Regions from separate parts of the Mus musculus genome. Here all the other regions are linked to region 3. A link is a contact called in public Hi-C data. All regions are on one chromosome and are shown on one strand. The core of a region is the stretch at or near the end of the contact, and the rest is flanking DNA. Distances in the headings are between cores, read along the strand shown. Region 1 has its middle 200 kb from the start of Trp63. Region 2 has its middle 150 kb from the start of Trp63. Region 3 has its middle 160 kb from the start of P3h2.

Region 1 (2,700 bases), core at 88-2,587, 460 kb before region 3:
GCTGCTGTCCAAGGCTACGATAAGAAACCACCCAGGTGCTGTGCCTCAGAGAGCCAGCAACATGGTGGTCTTGGCCAGCTGAGCCTAGGGTAGAATGAAGGAGACAATACCCCTCTGGGAGTGAGAGTCATCAGCTAGTGTCTGCAGAGATGGGCTGTGATTTGTGATTTGGCAGATCACTCATCTCTGCCTCTCCTCTCGTCATCCTGGAAGGGAGGGGTTTAGCCAAACGACCTTACCATCCTCTTCTAATTCTCCAGAGCCTGGATGCAAAATGAAGGCAGTCTAAGCATTTCATGCACCTTAAAGAGCAATGTTATTTACTTGTCTGTACTAACCACATCCCTAGAAGAAAGAGACGTAGCTCAAGCTCACTGCTAGTAAGGTTGGAAATGCACATGAACCATTGTCTTGGTACTCATCCCTCCCAGGTTTGTTAGCTTCTCCATCTCAGCAAAGTTAATTCTTGGGGGTAGAGTCATGACCCGCACCATCACTATTACTTAAATGTGCAGCAGATGCTGTGTCCAGAATAGGGGACATAGTTGCACTGTTCCTCTGTCAGCTGTCTGAAGACTACTCAGTGACTATGGTTTCTATGCTGTTGGCTAAGCCCAAAACAGAGAGCAGTTACTGTGGAATGGGTCCTCACGAATAATAACTAATAACACAGCAAGAATACTACCACTTAATAGTCAATGCACACTGCTTCAAATAAAGATGGGCTTTTAAAATTCATTTTATTCTCATAACCACTGTGTTAAAGCAGTATCTCCATCCTGATATTGGAGCTCTTGACTCTAGCTGCATATATATCAAAAGATGGCCTAGTCGGCCATCACTGGAAAGAGAGGCCCATTGGACTTGCAAACTTTATATGCCCCAGTACAGGGGAATACCAGGGCCAAAAAGGGGGAGTGGGTGGGCAGGGGAGTGGGGGTGGGTGGATATGGGGGACTTTTGGTATAGCATTGGAAATGTAAATGAGTTAAATACCTAATAAAAAATGGAAAAAAAAAAAAAAAAAGAAAACAACAGTGTAGCAACGCTATAGGGTCATTGAGACCGGATTTGTGAACGGACTGAGTAAAAGAGGACAGTCATAATCTGTCACCTTTGTGCAGGATTTCAAACACATGAAGAATCTTGCAACCTCATTCTATGCGGTTTTCATTATGATGTGGCAGTTGAGTAATGGCTTCCTTGAAGTTCCCGCTTCAAGGAATGAAATGAGTCGACGGTACATCAGATCATTTGATATTCAGCTCTGGGCCTTTCTGAACAAGCTGACATCGTGCACTGGATTTGTCATGGTTCAAGTGTAGCTTAATTCATGACTACACCAGAAAACTAATCTGTGTGGTGAATCACAGGGTGTGAATATGAATGGGTGGCAACTGTAGGTGGAACAGGGCATAGCGTAGCATTTGAACAAATGGAAAGACAGAGGTGAACAGCAAGCAACCATCATGGTAATCATGATGTGCAGTCTTGTGGGTTAATCATGCTCAATGTGCAGAGATGTTCTGCGCTTAGCTCATTTCAGAAGTGGTGGAGGAGATGACACCGGGGTGGGGATCCCTCAGGAACTTTTGTGCTCAGTCAGTCAGTCAGTCAGTCAGAAACTTCGAAGTTAATTCACTCTGTGAGGAGCAGCAGGTCTTTGTACTGAGCCTGTTTACAGATCCTCACCTCTCTGGGTTCCACCTCATGCTCTGCTCTTCTCTTAATATTAATGTCAAATCCTCACACAGAATAAATCATCTTCAAAGTTTACAAAGGAGTTACACATATGAGTCTTAAGGAGAAAAAACAAAACAAACAAACAAACCAAAAACCTGATGCCTCTGACTCTGAGTACAGTTGTCATTGTTGAAAGTGACAGTAGTCATTTTGTCATTAGCTAAAAGTCAAGACCTGGAAAACTGAAGCTCAATATCAAACATTAACTCCTAAAAAAAGTGTGTGTGCGTGTGCGTGTGCGTGTGCATGTGCACGTGCGTGTGTGTATGTGTGTGCATAAACCAGCCCATGAAAGAAGTAGAACTCAATCAACCTTTGCTCTCCCCTGTAACTTAGTTCCAGATGCCAGTAATTTTTTGTTGTTGTTGTTTGTTTTGTTTTGTTTTGTTTTTTGAGACAGGGTTTCTCTGTATAGCCCTGGCTGTCCTGGAACTCTCTTTGTAGACCAGGCTGGCCTCGAATTTAGAAATCCACTTGCCTCTGCCTCCCGAGTGCTGGGATTAAAGGCATGCGCCACCAAGCCTGGCTCAGATGCCAGTAATTTAAAAGATGATCAACTTAGCTGTTTCTTATCCAGGCCTGTGCTCAGCCAGCCACCCCCGCCAGTGTCAGAGTGAGTGTACTCTCTATCAGTCTTTGAGCATCTGTTTATCTGTACTGACTCAGCCTCTTAAATCTCCTCAAATTCAATTTTCGTTTCAGCTTTACTTCTGTGCCCCACATCCTCGTTTCTACCAACGATTGCTGTAGTTTTTTTTTTTTTTTTTTAATTTCTCATCCTGCTCCAACATAAACTAGACTAGTGAAACATTACAAACTATAAAACAAATTGTCACAACATGTCAAGCTCCGGTGCTTCTGGAATGGGAAGACCATTCTCCAAACACTTCCTTTTCTTCTTCTATACCCTTGTGGCTGCCAGTCTGTCATACGCTTCTTTGGCCATGCTGAGTCACT
Region 2 (2,700 bases), core at 76-2,575, 410 kb before region 3:
GTGCTTCCACACATGAATGCGAAACTTAAAAGGAGCTTGACAGAGCTGCTTCGCCACTGATCGGCCCATTTTCTCTCAAACTGGCTGAGTGTTGTTGATACTTTTCGTTTCGGTGTATCTCAGTTGCCTCTTATCCACCAATGATGAAGTCCTCGAGCAAAGGAGAGTCCTCATTTCTGAGAGTCTACCAGAAGTATAGAACTGATCAAATTAGGTAATATAATATGAGTGCCTTACCCTAGGAGGAAACTACAATAGCCTGTGGTGATCAGAAAATGAACAGATATGTAGCCTAGTCAATATGTAATGGGAGAGCTCTCATTTAAGTTGTATTGGTGAAAATGGAGTTATGTTTGAATGAAACATGGAGAACTAGGATAGCAGCACTAAGTTATCAAGGTTTGAAAGGCATGTGTGTATGTGGGGGCAGGTTTGCATAAATAACATAGTCCACAAAGTGGGAAAACAATATACCCAGGCTGGTTGATGAAGTCAGATTACAGAGCGCCTTGGGCCCCGGTGTTTAAACAGAGAGACGGGTGAGAGGCAACAAGAGCCAGAGTGTGTCTGAACTTCAGGAATGTCAAGTGAATAGAAAGGAGCACAAGCCTATGAAATAGTCCAGAGAGTAGATAATAAAGGATGCCAGGTATTGTGGAACACACTTTTAATCCCAGCATTTAGGAGGTAAAAGCATTTGGAACTGAAGGTCTACCTTACATATACAGTGAGTTCAAGGTCAGCCTAAGCTCCACAAGAGCCTGTTTCTTCCCAAGTCAATGAAAAAATGTTAATGTCTATGTCCAAGTACATGATATAATTTACTTAGAGATATAAATTTCATTGGGTTATATCTACCACAGGAGCAGGATGTCTCAGACTTTGTCATTGATCAGCTGTAGGAGTCATGAAGGGAAAACAGGATGATAGAGTCAAGTTATAAAGGCATGTAGCCTGACTTAGAAAGCCACAGAGGTCATTGTGATCTGAGGTGTGGGTCTAGTTGACCTTCATGGATACAGCTGAGAGTTAATTAAACTAGCAAGACACGAGCTGCAACTCCAACTCTGTGTTTTCTTTCTGAGTTGATGATTCACTGTTGCTATTGAGAGGTGAGTTGGGCCATGGGTGAACAGGAGCAGTCGGCAGTGAAGACTGAAGGGCAAAGAAGCAGGAAGATTTCCTTGAACTCTGCTTGCACTGAAAACCCTGAGCAGAAGCCCAAACTTGTGGCTTTCTTGGATCTCTTCAGATCAGAGAGCTGCCCATTCCAAAGCCACAGCACTTCTTTTGCGTCTCAGTTACACCACAGGCATCTGACTCATAGGATAGTCAGCCATAGAGGTCAGTCCTGCCTTAAAGCAAGTCTGGAGTGGAGCACTCCTCGGCTTCAGTTTACCTTCTGTTTAAATAGGTCTTGGTCATGGCACTGTTACATTGAAAGGGTGGGCTTATCTTTGTGTTGTATATAATCAATCCTTTATGAACTATAAACCCATAGATCATTATTGCCCTTATTGTAGAGAGTGCAAAGAATAAGTGTATATAAGGGAACAGGTCCCTCAAAAAGAAGAACCGTTCTCAGAACGAGCCGAACGAAGCTTTTAGAGGTTACAGACACAGTGTCCAGGTCAAACCTCCGACTTCCTATTAAGCCTTTATTCCTTTTTACCATCCAAATTAATTACTTCCTTACGCTTCATATTTTAAACAACCTCAAAAATGATATACTATCTGGTAGAGGAAGGTCCTATTTCTTTCCTTTCAGTTTTAAATCCAGGTTTAAAGACCCTTTGGAAAACTTGGCAGCCACTTTGGAAATGGGCGTGAGCTTACAGGACAGCATCAAGGCTGAATTCAGTACAAGAGCACTGAGCTGTTTCATTTGCTGAAGCTTCTGGTAGGTGTTCTAAGAGATCAAGTGTTAAATCAGGGGGTCCCTGTCTGCTGGCACTGCCCAGTTCCAGACAGGGAAAAAGACAGTCAAACAACTAGGGCAAAACCAAATGAGATTAAGAAGACATTTTCGGCTTCATTCACTTTCTGGATGAATAAAATACTGGGCCTCCAGAGTTTGGCAGCCCTCATGACATGTTAGGAGAGAAGAAAAGAGAGCTACTTCTAAATGGGCCATTTCCCCATAGTGCCAGTGAGCTTAGAAACTTTACAAAGAAAAATGGGACAAGTCTTTCTCACTCTCATTAAGCACCCTCAAACACCAGTAGCCTTAACAGGAGACTCCAGGAGAGGCAGATGGAAGTGCCCTGACCCAGCACACTCAGGACAAGAAACTGCAGGGATTGGGGGTCATTGCCAAGTGGTGAGATGAACCTGATAGGGTTCCTAAATAACAGCATGCCCTCAGCTGCAGGCCTGACTTCATGCTATTCCAGTCGTGTGACCTGTCTCCTCCAGGGATCTAAGATAACACTTATCACAGCCGGCTTTGGGATCCGGTTGCTTGAATGTGTCCCTGCTTTCAGCACTGAATATGAGAGCAATGACCATGACTTACTCAACTCTGTGCCCCAGAACACTTGGCATCAGCCCTGGTCCTCGGCAGATGCCCAGAAAGTGTGCAGAGCTGGTTGGAATTTTGGCAGGGCTTCCTGCTTCTCATGGGTAAACCCCATGGGTCTTCTTGTCTGATTTGCAAAGGATAAAACATTTCATTTATTAGAAAACTGGGATCTGATTTTT
Region 3 (2,934 bases), core at 166-2,665:
CAAGAGATGAAGCTAGTCCTCATGCAACATTCCTTATAGCTTGTAATCTTACCCTTTGAAGGGCACCAAGGTATTAATGAAGAGCATTCAGTGAAGGTAGGGTTTGTCCCTCTACACATGCTTCCTGAGGATGCTGTTAGTCTAGTAGTAAATGCAATTACAGAATACTTTGGAACTTAAACTTCATGGTTCCTACCTATATGTCTGTGCATTTCTGATCCACAAAGAACTCAACTCAGAACAATGTGTTATTCTAGGATTTCTGACTCTCTCCTCTCACGTGGCCTCCTGGAAAATGGGGAACGTGTTGGCTCCCCACATCAAACTCCTTATCATCTCCATAGTTGATCCTACATAGCTGTCCAATCACTGTGTGCTGAAGAAATGATCCTGGAACAAGGAGATTATGAGGGGACTCTGCAGCTTTGCTAGAGATGACGGTGCTCTTTGGGACAGTGAACTCTGGTAGAGCATAGGGAGCCATGACAAGGTAGCATTAGACATCTAACCATTCCCAAGTAGTGCCAACCAGTAAAGTGCAGATCATTTTGCACTCTCAAAGCTGGGGGGCATTGAGAAACAGGAAAAGTATAAACCAAAGAAAAGATAAAACACAAATTCAGCTGTGGGTGGTTCTCAGGCATCCAGTATAGGATCTGTCAAGTATAAGAACTTTGGAGACTAGAGCAAAAGGCTCATCCAGAGCTGAATATCTGCCTCTGTCTAGTTTTAGGCTTGATTTTCTTCAACACTTGCTTTCCTTTTTGATGGATTATTGCGTAGATGTAGACAGCTTCACTAACTTTCATTGGAACAGTAATATTTGTACTTAAATTTCAGTGACATGGGCAAGAGCTGTGGGTTTTCCAGGAAATGATATGACCTTTGAGAACTGTGTGGCTTACTCTGATTCACTTGCTCCCATTTACTTACTTATGGACACTTACCCTTCTCAAAGGCTTGCTTTACACTGCCTAACAGTTCTTATCTGTCTGCTGAGACCCAAAATAGAAGCCTTTGGCTTCCTTCTCAGGTTCTGCATTCTTTGTCTTTTATTTATAGCAATTACAAACCATTTTCTACTTTTAGGTCTCTGTTGTCTTTAGCTGGCCTTGAACTTTAGGGATGCATGGTTTTTCCTTCTTTTCTCCATAACAAATAATATGGCCCTTGATGCATTCAAAACAGACATTATATGAAGGGGCAGACAACCCATACAATCAGGTGAACAAATGGGTACATGAGCTGCTTCCCCCTTCTTCACTCTTTTTGGTTCCCTTGGTGTAACCAGTGCTTTCTAGAACACTGTGAGGTCTGCTGCTAACTTGGTCTCACCGTCTGATGGCTCTGTGTGAATTTGCCTTTGCCATATAGGTCAGCCCCTTGTTGAGTTGGAGAGCAATGCAGCCTGGGTGTTGGAAGACAGCTCCACCCCTGAGTCACAGTGCCTCTGGATCCTGCGGTTCCACTCCGTGTGAAAGGTCTTTCTGTAGCATTCTTGCAAGGTGAGTTTTCTAATTAGCTTTCCCTTATAAGGTGCCAGAGGGGACGATTGGTCAGAAGTAAAGTCCATAGATGGGGTAACAGTGGCCAAGAGACTTTTGCCTTAGGCTGCTGGGTGGGAAGACGTCTTCCAGTTGACATCTGGTGAGAATTTAATGACTCAGAACTCTACTCTCCACCCCTGGTCTCTCACCCACCAGCTTGCCTCACTCAGCCAGGCCTGGACTTTGAGAGCATGAAATCATATACATCATGATTACACCTGCATGGTAGCTATACTCAGTGTTAGAGAACATGTTCTTCAAATGGCCAAAAGAGGACGAGAGGACTCCTGAATACCCTTTCTCCCTCACATCTCTGAGAGGAAGCTGTCTTCCAGTAAAGGCTGAGGCAAAACCAGAGAGTGAATGGTCAAGAGATTGGTCAAGAGAATGGTCAAGAGATTAAATAGTAAATGAACAAAAAGGACAAGTGGACATGGTGGTCTTCAGGTATCTAATGGTTCATATGCTACTCCATATAGACTGATGCATTTTTAACACATATAGCTTTAGTATAGAGTCAATAAATATTTCAATGTTAAAAGATAAAATTGTGAAAGAAAAACACTGAATGATAAGTTTATCCATAACTCGTAACATTTAGCAATAATCCTTGTTTACTACTGGGCATTTTTCTTTTTTTTAACATGTCACTCAGATCCTTAAAGAGAGGCTATGATTTTTATTTTACATAGGAATAACTAATGTGCTGAAATGAGTGGAGGAGTCATTCAGGAATGGAGGGATTCAAAAGTTCTTATCTTATGATCTTCACAGATTGCATACTGAGCGTCTAGTCATTCATTTCCAATTTCCTGGTCTTCAAGTTTCTCCCAGTCTTACATTTCTGCCTTCAGAGAGACAAAGATGATTCAGATCCAATGTTAATATAAGCTCAGTCCCTTTAGATGAACATTGATCTTTGTATTAGTCTAAGTGTTGTGATAAAGAAAAGTTTGTGTGTTGTCAGCGAGCAGAGACATCTAAACTCAGTTCCAAGTATGTGGGTAAGACCCTGGTAAATGAAAGGCTGCTTTCTAAGCTAGTTCTTTAACCCGATCCATGCTCAAGTTTATTATTATGCTCCTAAGATTACTAAGGTCTAAGAAGGGAAGAAAATAAGATAGCTCTAAGAACGGTTTTGTGGAATCTGCAGTCACTCCAATCCAGGAACATGGAAACGAATTAGAGCCGCCACTTTATCTATGCTAGTAGTCAAGTGTGGTGTAGAGGCAATTTCAACATTCAAATTATATCACATCTTATGATGAAATAGGAATTGCCCATGGACCAATTCTTTTTCTATGATCACCAGACACCAGGACAGGAAAAATCTTCCTAGAATAGATAAATATTGATTAAGATTTAAAAATGCCCCCGTTTCCAGGAA

The links. A called contact is a pair of places that touch in the nucleus more often than the background predicts.
Region 1: a contact with region 3 is called in a Hi-C map of pancreatic cancer cells, with 4 times the contacts expected there. The contact joins two enhancer-like sites. A contact is called at or near these places in 1 of 39 promoter capture datasets (liver), 4 of 484 Hi-C or Micro-C datasets (embryonic fibroblasts, epidermal suprabasal cells and pancreatic cancer cells), 1 of 115 datasets of contacts at active chromatin or transcription factors (the NIH/3T3 cell line) and 1 of 9 other capture datasets (embryonic stem cells).
Region 2: a Hi-C map of the C2C12 cell line shows a contact between it and region 3, with 2.8 times the contacts expected there. The contact joins two enhancer-like sites. A contact is called at or near these places in 5 of 39 promoter capture datasets (the 3T3-L1 cell line, 3T3-L1-derived adipocytes, hippocampal neurons and 1 more), 16 of 484 Hi-C or Micro-C datasets (the 3T3-L1 cell line, 3T3-L1-derived adipocytes, the C2C12 cell line and 11 more), 3 of 115 datasets of contacts at active chromatin or transcription factors (the NIH/3T3 cell line, astrocytes and vascular smooth muscle cells) and 1 of 9 other capture datasets (embryonic stem cells).

Annotation. Positions count from the first base shown.
Region 1 is chr16:25,483,979-25,486,678 of GRCm38.p6, forward strand. No RefSeq gene overlaps it. Among named protein-coding and RNA genes, the nearest start is that of Trp63, 200 kb to the right of the region's middle. Within about 2 kb of position 1,338, at least 38 of the 459 cell types and tissues checked have an H3K27ac peak or open chromatin away from gene starts, as enhancers often do. A contact at or near this core is called in pancreatic cancer cells, where this site is marked.
Region 2 is chr16:25,530,861-25,533,560 of GRCm38.p6, forward strand. No RefSeq gene overlaps it. Among named protein-coding and RNA genes, the nearest start is that of Trp63, 150 kb to the right of the region's middle. Within about 2 kb of position 1,326, at least 86 of the 459 cell types and tissues checked have an H3K27ac peak or open chromatin away from gene starts, as enhancers often do. A contact at or near this core is called in 3T3-L1-derived adipocytes, the C2C12 cell line and pancreatic cancer cells, where this site is marked.
Region 3 is chr16:25,940,911-25,943,844 of GRCm38.p6, forward strand. No RefSeq gene overlaps it. Among named protein-coding and RNA genes, the nearest start is that of P3h2, 160 kb to the right of the region's middle. Within about 2 kb of position 1,416, at least 29 of the 459 cell types and tissues checked have an H3K27ac peak or open chromatin away from gene starts, as enhancers often do. A contact at or near this core is called in 3T3-L1-derived adipocytes, the C2C12 cell line and pancreatic cancer cells, where this site is marked.